Regions from separate parts of the Mus musculus genome. Here regions 1 and 3 are each linked to region 2. Evidence: chromatin contacts called from public Hi-C and HiCAR-type data. All regions are on one chromosome and are shown on one strand. The core of a region is the stretch at or near the end of the contact, and the rest is flanking DNA. Distances in the headings are between cores, read along the strand shown. Region 1 has its middle 4.8 kb from the start of Gm35909. Region 2 holds the start of 9330188P03Rik (RIKEN cDNA 9330188P03 gene). Region 3 overlaps Gm35967 (a long non-coding RNA gene).

Region 1 (3,264 bases), core at 296-2,795, 76 kb after region 2:
AGAAAACATTGCAGCATCTTCTTCCCAAGTGGGAGGGAGTCCTTTCTTTCCTGCCTTGAGCTCATAGCAGAGAAGGCTGGCTGGGAACGCGGATCACAGAAAAACGTTTTCAAGGGTGGGAGAACGTTAGGGTGTTTTGCGGATAGGGTCCACTTCAACCCTTGCACCATCCTCGTGAGAGAAACGGTCCTAGGGAGCTACCCAGATCCAGTTCACATCAAACAGAGCAGCAGTGGCCAAGCAACCAGAGATGATGAGCAGGAACACAGATCCCCAAGGACTCAAGAAGGCTAAGGGCCACAGTCACTGGCAAAGGAAACAACAGGAAGCAAAGAAAGAAGGAAATCCGAGGAGATAAAGGCTAAAGAAAAGGGATGAGGAGTGAGGAGAAAGGAATGCTTGCGGGCCGAGATAATTAGCCTGGGTCACAAGTATCTTTTAACAGTGAACTAGCTCACCGTTCCAGTTTCAGCTCCCACTGTGTTCCTCCCATGACCTCAGTGCACATCCACACCTAAATGCGATCCCTGGCTGTGCGTCATGACATCACAACGTTTGGGCTTTATTAAAGACCACTGAGAACACTGTGTCTCTAGCTCTCACCGTGCTACCTACTCCCTCTGTTGATCGAGAATACTCAGGCCATGGGAAGTTAAGCTTTCTGTTGACGTCATTTTTGGATTTTGAAACAAGTCCTCACTGTGTTGCCACGATGAGCTCAAACTCGTGACGTTCTTGCTCTGGTATTGTGATTGTAGGTTTGTGTCACCACATCTAGCCTTCGTTTGGGGTTTTAGATATCAATTAACTTTAAGGCATCGCAGAAAATGACTGAAGTCATCAAAATCCCAAACAGACTTTGGAATGACCTTGAACTGTGCTAGGTATGACACATCCCCCAAGTGTAATCAGGCTGTCTGCTCATAGTGCCTCAACATTTATTTTATGTATATAAAAATATATGTATATTAAAAAGTATAACTTTTTAGAAGAGCTTCTAGAAGCCACTGTCTAAAAACATAAATGAACGAATCCTTTGATCCAGAATGCAGAACTCAGTCGAGTCCAACAAACTTCTTATCGCTGCTTCCCCAAAATATGTTTCGAAAGACAATCTTCCATGGAAATTCATACAGCCATACTTGTTCTGAGAGCACATTCTCTGAGCCGGCAGCCTGTATGGGGAAGATGGAACCGCAGGAACCGCACCGTGCGTCGGTTTGGCCGTATGAATGTTGGTCAGCGAAGACAACGTAGAGATCACAGCTTTAGGAAATGCACTGGAGAGCTAGTGTGCCTCTCTTGCTACTGAACAGCAGAAGTGGTTTTTGTCTCTGCGTGTTTCGGGACCAGTTAGATCCAAAGGAAATACAGAAGGGGCATAGTTTTCCTGGCTACTCCTCTGGCAGCTCTAAGCATCCTGGCCTGGTAGGGGCAGAGTCACATGACCATCTTTTTGAGCTGGGGAACTTGGGACTAGGCCTCGCTGAGATTGTGCTCACAGTCTACAAATTCCAGCCACGCCAGATTTCAGACTCTTTCCAAAACTGTTGCCAGGCGCTAAAACCAAAAGGACTGTGCTGCACGGACTTTTGAAAGAAATCAATTACAGACTTCCCTGACTTGCCCAACAATCAACTACTGGAAATATTCTTTTTGTAAAGAAGCACAGAGACTTTTGCAAGGTGTTTGCAGGTCAGCCTTCTTTGGGCACCAAGCTAGACCATGATGAATAAAATAGAACTTTTTCACATCACGCAGTGTCGTCGTCCGTGTCCGTTCCCCCCCTCTCCCTGCCCCCCTTTCTGCTGTGGAGGGCTGTGAATGCTAAAGACCAGTGATGGGGGACCAGCAGCCAAAAGAGAATTCAGGCTCATTCTTGCTGACAACATTGTGGAGTTACTGAGGGAACCACAAGATCAAGCTTTCAGCTTTTCTTCTGAGCACAGGGAAACATCTTTGAAGGAAATTATGCTTAGACACAGTTTCTTAGCTTCAAAATCAAGAGAGTCACAGTAAGACTCGGATGAAGAAGACGACTCTCTTCTACACAGTAGAGCAGTTTTCTTTCTTTCATTCTTTCTTTCTTTCTTTCTTTCTTTCTTCCTTTCTTCCTTTCTTTTATTTTTAGTAAAGCAGTTCTTAAGCCTAAAAATCACAAACAGAAATTGCTTTAGAAATACAGTATCTGTGGGAAAATGTTTAAATTATAATATTAATTTTTTTCTTTTGAATTCTCTAAGTTCCTATCAGTTACATGTACCTGGACAATTGGGCAGGATCATAACCACGATTGGCTATGGTAGGCAAGTTTCTATATCCAGGTCATGTGCAATACTGATATAATATTAGTAGGAAAATACAGGGAATCTAGCTCTCTGTAAACCAAAGGAAAACTGAGTGAGAAACAGAATGTCTTGAGACATTCTTACACCACTTCATATGTTAATTAACTTATATAGCCAGATTGGATTAATCAAAAATCTCTCATAATTTCTCAATAATAAACACTAATAGATATCTGAAACTGTTTCCCCTACTTTTCATGCCCATTCTGTTCTTCTTGGGTCTCCTGTCTATAGAGAGGCCTTGGTGTACATGAGGAACTTACAGACACGCTCCTATCTGGTTCCTCCCGGTACTGCCTCTGCACATGTACTCAAACCGTACATCTTTCCTCTTCATCCTCACTTGTAACTCTAAATCTGACACAGTTCGGATCACTGAAACAGTCTTTGCACAGGACTTCCTGTCCTCTGTCACAACCCTGGCCCCTCCACCCTTCATTCCTCTTTCCTTCTCAGAGTTCCTCGCAGAATGTGTTCATTTAAAAAGAGTTGGTTCTCCTCGTAGACACAGGTCTGGGAACTCTAGAAACCAAAATCAGATGCTGAGAATTTCAGTTGCTTAATCATAATCGACCAAATAACAACAAGCCTGTAGTGTACAGATAAGGAACTGAAATAGAACCCAACATCTGAAGGTTCCATGGAGGTAGAGGAGGTTCCAGCTTATATTTAAGGGCTTTCATTGGGCAGTTTCCTTCAGAATCTTCTTAGCATTGTTCATCAGTGGTTGTTACTGGACCTCGATGTGGCCTAAAGGATAAAAATGAGTGCTTAGTAGTCTGAGTGTAAAGTGTAGTCTTGCCTAGCTTACAGAGTGAGTTCAAGGCTAGTATGAGCAATTTAGTGCAACCTTGTCTCCAAATAAAAGAGAAGGGAACTTAGGCTATAGCTCAGTGACAGAAGGTTTGTCTAACAT
Region 2 (3,383 bases), core at 658-3,157:
CATACAGGCTCCAGCCAGTATCTCCAAATTGATAGAAACACCCCTGTAGGTCATTCGGTTTCTGCCTTTTGACATTTCCTTACTGTGCCCTCTGTCTGCTCTGCTAAGGGTGGAGACGGGTGCAGCCGCTCGTAGGGACTAGAATAACAGTGCAGAAACATGTGAAAGGTGAATTCTTGAGGCGAGAGATGGCTTGAACCAGCTGACTTCTCACTAGCTCCCAGCTTATCTGTCTTTATCAGGAGAAAAAAGAAATCTTTCTTTCCTAATGTCACCTTCTCGTTAAATAGTTCCAGAGTAGAGTTTAACTGCAAGAATGAAAGAAATGAAGAAAAGAAATAATAAACATGCCAACGTATTTTTAGGTTGGTGACATATTCGTGTGGCTTATCACCAAATGTGACAATCCTGTGGTGGCAAATCTCCCAGTCAAAATAATACGTGATAAAAAAAAAAAACTCTCTTCAAAGAAACTTCCAGTGTTTCAAAGTAGAAAATATGAACTGCTTACAACGTAAACACAAAAAAACAATATCCAGGTTAGATATTTTGAATTGATGTCTCCACTAATGTTTTAAAACTATACACCAGTAATTTTAAAATCTGTATTTTCTAAAAATTATACTCTATGAGGAAAGTTCAGCCCCACCCTACGGGCCAAAAGGGTGGCTTAGCGGGTAAGAGCACAGAGCACCCAGGTTGGATTCCCAGCTCACACATGGTGGCTCACAACCATCTGCAACTCCAGTTCCAGGGATGCTGACAATCCCTTCTGACTCCTTGGGCAGAGACACATGGAGCACACACGGAACACACATACACATGGAGCACACACATTCATGCAGAAAAAAAAAACACTCATACATGTTAAATAAGTAAATCTGGTTGGTTGGTTTTTAGAAAGACTGGTTTGCTGTGTCTATCTTGATCAAGAAGCAAGATGCCTGCTTCAGATAGTGTGCTACACACCAAGTCAAATGGGACGACTTAAAGTCCTTTTACAGTCTCTGAGTATCACCCTGTAGCTTTCAACCTGACAGACCCCAAATTCTGAGCTCACAGGAAACATCCAACACAGAAGTTCCATTTTCCAGCTCATGGTAGAGTCTTTCTCAACTGAAAGTCCTCTTCTCCTTCCTAGTGCTGTGCAGTGTAATGGTTTGGTAGCTCATTGCTTCTAAGAATCTTTCACCTTTTCCCACTGGTATCCTCTTGCCTTGCCAATCATCCTGAGACAGGCACATGTGGTCCTCTCTTCTGACAAACAACATGGCTGCCCTGGCTCCCCTCTGGTACCTTCTTGTTTCATCCAAGACCAGGCTGAACGTTTTCTCCCAAGCTGAAAGCCCCGGGCCACATAAGGGCAAAGCAGCCACATCAGAGCTGCTCCTGGTACCAAGGAAAATTATTTGCCCCAAGAGGCAAACACAGCCCAGGCAGTGTCCAGGGTATCAATCCCTCTCTTCTCTGTTATAAAAGGTCCTATTGTAGAGACACAAATCATTCAGAGATGGCATAGACAATGTCTAATCAGTTAATAGCCACTGCGCAGCCGCTGGGGACTGGCCCCAAACTAGATGCCGCCTGTAACCTATTCACTGGAAGAAAGCAGGACAGAACACAACTCGCACAGATTTATATTCATTTCTCCTTTTAGCTCAGGACACCCGGGCAAGCCTGAATCCTTTGAACAACAGTAGACAAAGGCAGCCGTAATAGAGATGAGAATACTTTTTATCTCCGGGCAGCAAGGTGGCAGATAAGTCCCAGTGGGTTACTCACACTGGTCGAAGTTGCGTCCCTGCTTCTGTCATGAATCACCGCTTTATGGAGTTTACGGAATCTCTGAGATTCTCCTTCCTTGTTTGTGAAACAAAAATGACGACGATCTACATCACAAGTCCTGTAAAGCACTGCAGCCTGCGGAAGTGCCGGATACTTTATGAGGCGTGCTGATGACACTCGGCCGTATTTGCTCTCCCCACGCCCCGTGTCTAAAATTAGAAGCCCTCGTCAAAAGTCTCTTGCGTACAGTATCCTGTTTAGCCCTCGCCCAAATCCCACCCACGTACACTTGAACTCGTGAACAGCACGTCAGGCCTTTGGGTTTGCTTTCTGAAACATAATTGAGAAAATCCTCTCGGTTTCTTGAATTTAGCTCTCCTCCCTGGCAAGCGTTACAAAAAATACCTGAAGCTGTGAAAGGGTTAATTTTATTCCCGTGTTCCAGATGTCTTCAGCACCTTGACTTTGGTAATATATTAAGAACAGTAAGTCTTTCTAATGAAAGTGAAAGGTATGCATTGTGTTGAACTGGGCCACTTTCCCCTGAAGCAACGCTGCTTCTTGGGACAGCATCCCGCCATGTTCTACAGGGTGAGATATGGCTGTGCTCAGGTTTACCCTGTGCTGGCACATTTTCAAGCAACTGAAATTGGTATCCAAGCAGTTAAAACTACATCAGCAGTAATAGCTATGAGCTCATCTTGTATAAAGACATTTTTAGTTAAACACCACAATCTTGGGGTGGGGGGCGGCGAGTTAGTGTGCTTAACCAGGCTGGCTTGGAATAGCTCACAATATGACGCATACCACAGGAAATCGAGTGGTATGAGGCACCTACAAAATATTTTTCAAACAAGTCATTGACGCTGTAAGGCCCATGCCTCAGCTTTAGGAAGTCACTTATTAAGAATCAACACCAGCCGTGCCAAGCTAAGCTTCTGCTCTTGGTGATTTTCCAATTGAATATTCAGGGCCCTGTCTCAGTCTTGTTTTCGGGGAAGTACATGCCTGGAATGTTAGCAAGCTATTTGCTGGAAAAAATGCCCACAACAGACCCAATGTTGATCACATTAATGCGTTTGAGTGGGTATAGAGTACAAATGATTGAAAACGCTTCCAGATCCCCGTTACCGGGGACAAAGCAGCCTCTGTTCTCTGATCCGATGGTCATTTTTTTTCCAGCAGAGGATGTGGTGCAGGAAGAGGGAAGAGTGCCAATCTCTGTCTAATGGTTCCAAATAGGGCCTGGGCCTAGCTCTTTGGATGCCATCGATGAGTGGGAAATGAAACGCAGATGGGTCAGATGGGTAAGGAGAGGGGATTACAGGTCAGGCCAAAGAGTTGGAATAAATTAAGTGCTTATGAGGTACAGAATGGTACATTGTTTAAGTGAATGGACAGGGGAAAAACATTCTGGCATTGTTTGGACCAGTGAGGGAACGCAACCTTCCCCCTCCCAGACCCACATAGGCTCAGAGCTGCGTCCTCAGGATGCGAGTGAACAAAACCCCCGAACTGTAGCCAATGGCTGCCTAGAGGATTCTCCCCCAGCCTAAAGAAGCAATTTCGCTTTATTACACACGAGATGTAATTTATTG
Region 3 (3,137 bases), core at 289-2,788, 95 kb before region 2:
AGGCATATATTTATATATATATATATATGTATTCCTCTATGGAGTGTGTGTGTGTGTATAATTACACTTAAAGAGAAAGAGGGCATGGATTTGATAGTGATCAAGAAGGATGCTTGGGAGAGGATGGGGTGAGCAAATGAAAGGGGAAATTTGATGTAATGATAATTTCAAACAACAAAAATTAATTATTAAAATGTGTACCTCAGGGCTCTGTAGCAGATAACTCATTTGACTGATCAGTTATTCATTCATTCATTCATTCATTCATTCATTCATTCAAACTCCAAACATTTAGTAATGATCTGCTGAGATGGCAAAGTGGGCTTAGGCACTGGGTCCAGGAGTATGGATCGCCATATGATAATTCCTGGGGTGAGGCATATTATGCACTTTTTACCACCCTCCAGTTATCTTCATTGTCACATGGTTGGAAAAAAGGAAGGAAGGAAGGAAGGAAGGAAGGAAGGAAGGAAGGAAGAAAGAAAGAAAGAAAGGAAGAAAGGAAGAAAGGATAAAAGGAAGAGAGACACGCCAGAATTGCTTCACTGTAGAAACTGAAGTTATGAAAGTTCCTCCCCTAAAAGTGTCCCCTCAGCCACCAGCTCTAATGTTGGTACAACAGCTCCTCTGAAGGCCCTGAGTCTATTTGAGCTGCCCTCAGTCATCAGGGTTATTTGAAAGCACCCTTCCTTGTCAGAACAAGGCCCTGTCTCCAAGGCCCAGATCCACAGGAAATTGATCTCTTGAGTGTGTCACAAAAGTATGAGGCTCCGCAAGGTAGAGTGTAGTGTTACGGTGCAGGTGCATTGCCCAGATGACGTGCTGATGGCAAGGGCGGGGAGGAAGCCCTGCTCCTTTTCACAGTCGCAGACAGAAGCACTACAGCGACCAGAAGGGCAAGTGGCATGCCTCACATTCTTCCGTGTTGAAAACAATAAAAGGTGGGGGGAAGTAGAGAAAAAAATCAAATTTCTGCAAAGAGATGTCAGCAGTAAATTTAACGCAGGTGCAGTGTTCTCCAAACAAAGAGAGTTTTGTTTCTACTGCCCGTGGCTCCATCAAGACCTGCCTGCCCTAGCCTCCTCCTCCCCACTGTGTGTTTTTTTTCTTTTTTATCAGTGTAAGGTAGATTAAAATGTTGATACCCTCCCCTAGCAGAAGCATTTTTAGTGTTCTCAGCACAACTGCTGCAGGATTAACCACCCTTCCCTCCCCGCCCCTTGCACGCAGCCAAGTCCTTTCTACTCTTAAGTTTTAATTTATCAAGCCTTACATTTTCCTCCCGGTTTCCACTGTGGACATGGTTTCTTGGCCATTTGTACTCTCTTGAATCTATAACAAAAGTAACAACAGGAAACAAAACACTGACTTTAGCTAGAGTAACTCATTTACAATTTTTTTTAAAGTCCCTTCATTGGTCAAGGTGACATTAAAAGAGCAGGTGATTTGTCCTTTCTTCAGGCCCTCACAGCAGAGTGACTGACACCTGACATGGCGGCATCACACTGGATTCACCTGATGACTCATAGACTTCCTTCTGATGATGATGCTTCCCTGAGAACAATTTCCCACTCCACCAATGAAGCTGAAGCTGAGGCCTCACTCAACGTTCTGAGTCACCTTTCTAAGCCATTAGTGAGCATGTGAACCTCTCTGGGGTGGTGACTCATTTAATTAGGAACAGATAAGTGATATACTATGGCTGTCATGCTGTTCAGTAGGCTAGGGGTGGCTAAGTAAAAGAAAAATGAGCAATAAACACAAATTTGGTAGTTTATAGTTAACCCCTAGGATTGGGACAACTTTCAGGAATAATCTAAAGTTAACCAACACACAGAGAACTTTTAATAAGAACGCCACTTTTCATCGTACATCTTTATGGATCTACATGAATTTCACTTATGCCATGCTGACGTATGTGAAATTTGTCTTAGACAGAGTCCAGGCTCTAAAGCCATTGTGGACAGTTCTGTCCTTTCCCAGATCTAATCTTCAGCAATGTGTCTTTATTGACCACAACGAGCATCTCAGGAAAATGTTCAGGCCTTTTATAATGTGTGTGCCCAGCTCACAAATGTCTTCCCTCATGACTCCTCCAAAGTGACTTTTCAGCTCCCACAGTAAAATGGCCTTCCTAAGCGGGTCCTATTGGGTCTGTGTTCCCCTCAGGGGCTCAGTAACGGTCCCCAACCTCTTTCACGTAGCATCTTCAGTACTTTCCCAAAAGGTAGGAGTTTGATCTTCTGCTTCCTTAGTTTTCAGCAGGTCTCTCTTAAAATAGGTTTACCACGTGCTGGGGATAGAAAGAGGGCTCAGTGGTTAAGAATATCTGTGGCTCTTCCAGCGGACCTGGGTCTGGTTCCCAGCATTCATGTGCATCTGTGTCACCATGCGTAACTATTGTTCCAGGGAACCTGAAGCCTTCTTGTGACCGGAGGGCACCAGGCATAAACATGGCGCTTGTAATACATGTAGGCAAACACTCATATGTATAAGATAAATAAATCTAAAGAAAATAATATGTGCTACATCTTGCTACATGTTCAAGGGCAAGGACCTCATTCTCTCAAACTTTGAATGCTTTAATCCATAAACCAATAACTGCTACTTTGCAGGGGTCCAACAACCATTTCTTAAATAAGTAATGAATAAATGGGTGAATGATAAAAAGTTGAAACTCACTAATACTACTTCAGTTGTTTGATTCCAATTTAAATATGTGTCTACACATACACACACACACACACACACACACACACACATCTAACAAATTTTGTTCTTTTCCAAAATTCTAGATATTTATGAGTATAGGGAACTCTATGAGTCAGGGAGACTCTAATCCTTCAATTTAAATATCTACTTGCTCATTAAATTTCTTTAGGTAATATTCTAAAGTTATATGGGCTTATTTTCACATCTAAAGCTTTCACCAGATTGTCTGATGGTGGTTTAGCCAGAAGGGGAATCTAGCAACATGAAATAATTATTAAACAGCCATTTTGTTTCAGAGTAGGAGAAGCAATAAGAAAAGTGTACTCCAGAGATACATATCTTACAACATAGTGTTTAGTGTCACACACAAACATGTTCCCATAGTGCCTTTTGTAAGGCAAACATTTATTTTGACAATGTCAAAA

The links. A called contact is a pair of places that touch in the nucleus more often than the background predicts. HiCAR-type assays count read pairs that join an accessible place to other places.
Region 1: a HiCAR-type map of astrocytes shows a contact between it and region 2, with 9 times the contacts expected there. The contact joins the enhancer-like site here to the promoter of 9330188P03Rik in region 2. A contact is called at or near these places in 5 of 484 Hi-C or Micro-C datasets (the N1E-115 cell line, brain, cerebral cortex and 2 more), 7 of 115 datasets of contacts at active chromatin or transcription factors (SST interneurons, astrocytes, embryonic fibroblasts and 3 more) and 1 of 9 other capture datasets (embryonic tail).
Region 3: a contact with region 2 is called in a Hi-C map of the N1E-115 cell line, with 4 times the contacts expected there. The contact joins the enhancer-like site here to the promoter of 9330188P03Rik in region 2. A contact is called at or near these places in 3 of 39 promoter capture datasets (the 3T3-L1 cell line, embryonic stem cells and liver), 4 of 484 Hi-C or Micro-C datasets (the N1E-115 cell line, embryonic fibroblasts and muscle stem cells) and 3 of 115 datasets of contacts at active chromatin or transcription factors (astrocytes and pancreatic cancer cells).

What each region holds. Positions count from the first base shown.
Region 1 is chr14:105,511,687-105,514,950 of GRCm38.p6, reverse strand. No RefSeq gene overlaps it. Among named protein-coding and RNA genes, the nearest start is that of Gm35909, 4.8 kb to the left of the region's middle. Within about 2 kb of position 1,545, at least 28 of the 459 cell types and tissues checked have an H3K27ac peak or open chromatin away from gene starts, as enhancers often do. A contact at or near this core is called in astrocytes, cerebral cortex, forebrain and 1 more, where this site is marked.
Region 2 is chr14:105,588,073-105,591,455 of GRCm38.p6, reverse strand. It overlaps 9330188P03Rik (RIKEN cDNA 9330188P03 gene), which reads right to left and starts at 1,907. Exons shown (of 3, transcript NR_102319.1): 1 at 1,783-1,907.
Region 3 is chr14:105,682,967-105,686,103 of GRCm38.p6, reverse strand. Gm35967 (a long non-coding RNA gene) reads left to right here. Exons shown (of 4, transcript XR_874934.2): 4 at 1,462-2,753. Among named protein-coding and RNA genes, the nearest start is that of Gm6145, 41 kb to the right of the region's middle. Within about 2 kb of position 1,538, at least 45 of the 459 cell types and tissues checked have an H3K27ac peak or open chromatin away from gene starts, as enhancers often do. A contact at or near this core is called in the N1E-115 cell line and pancreatic cancer cells, where this site is marked.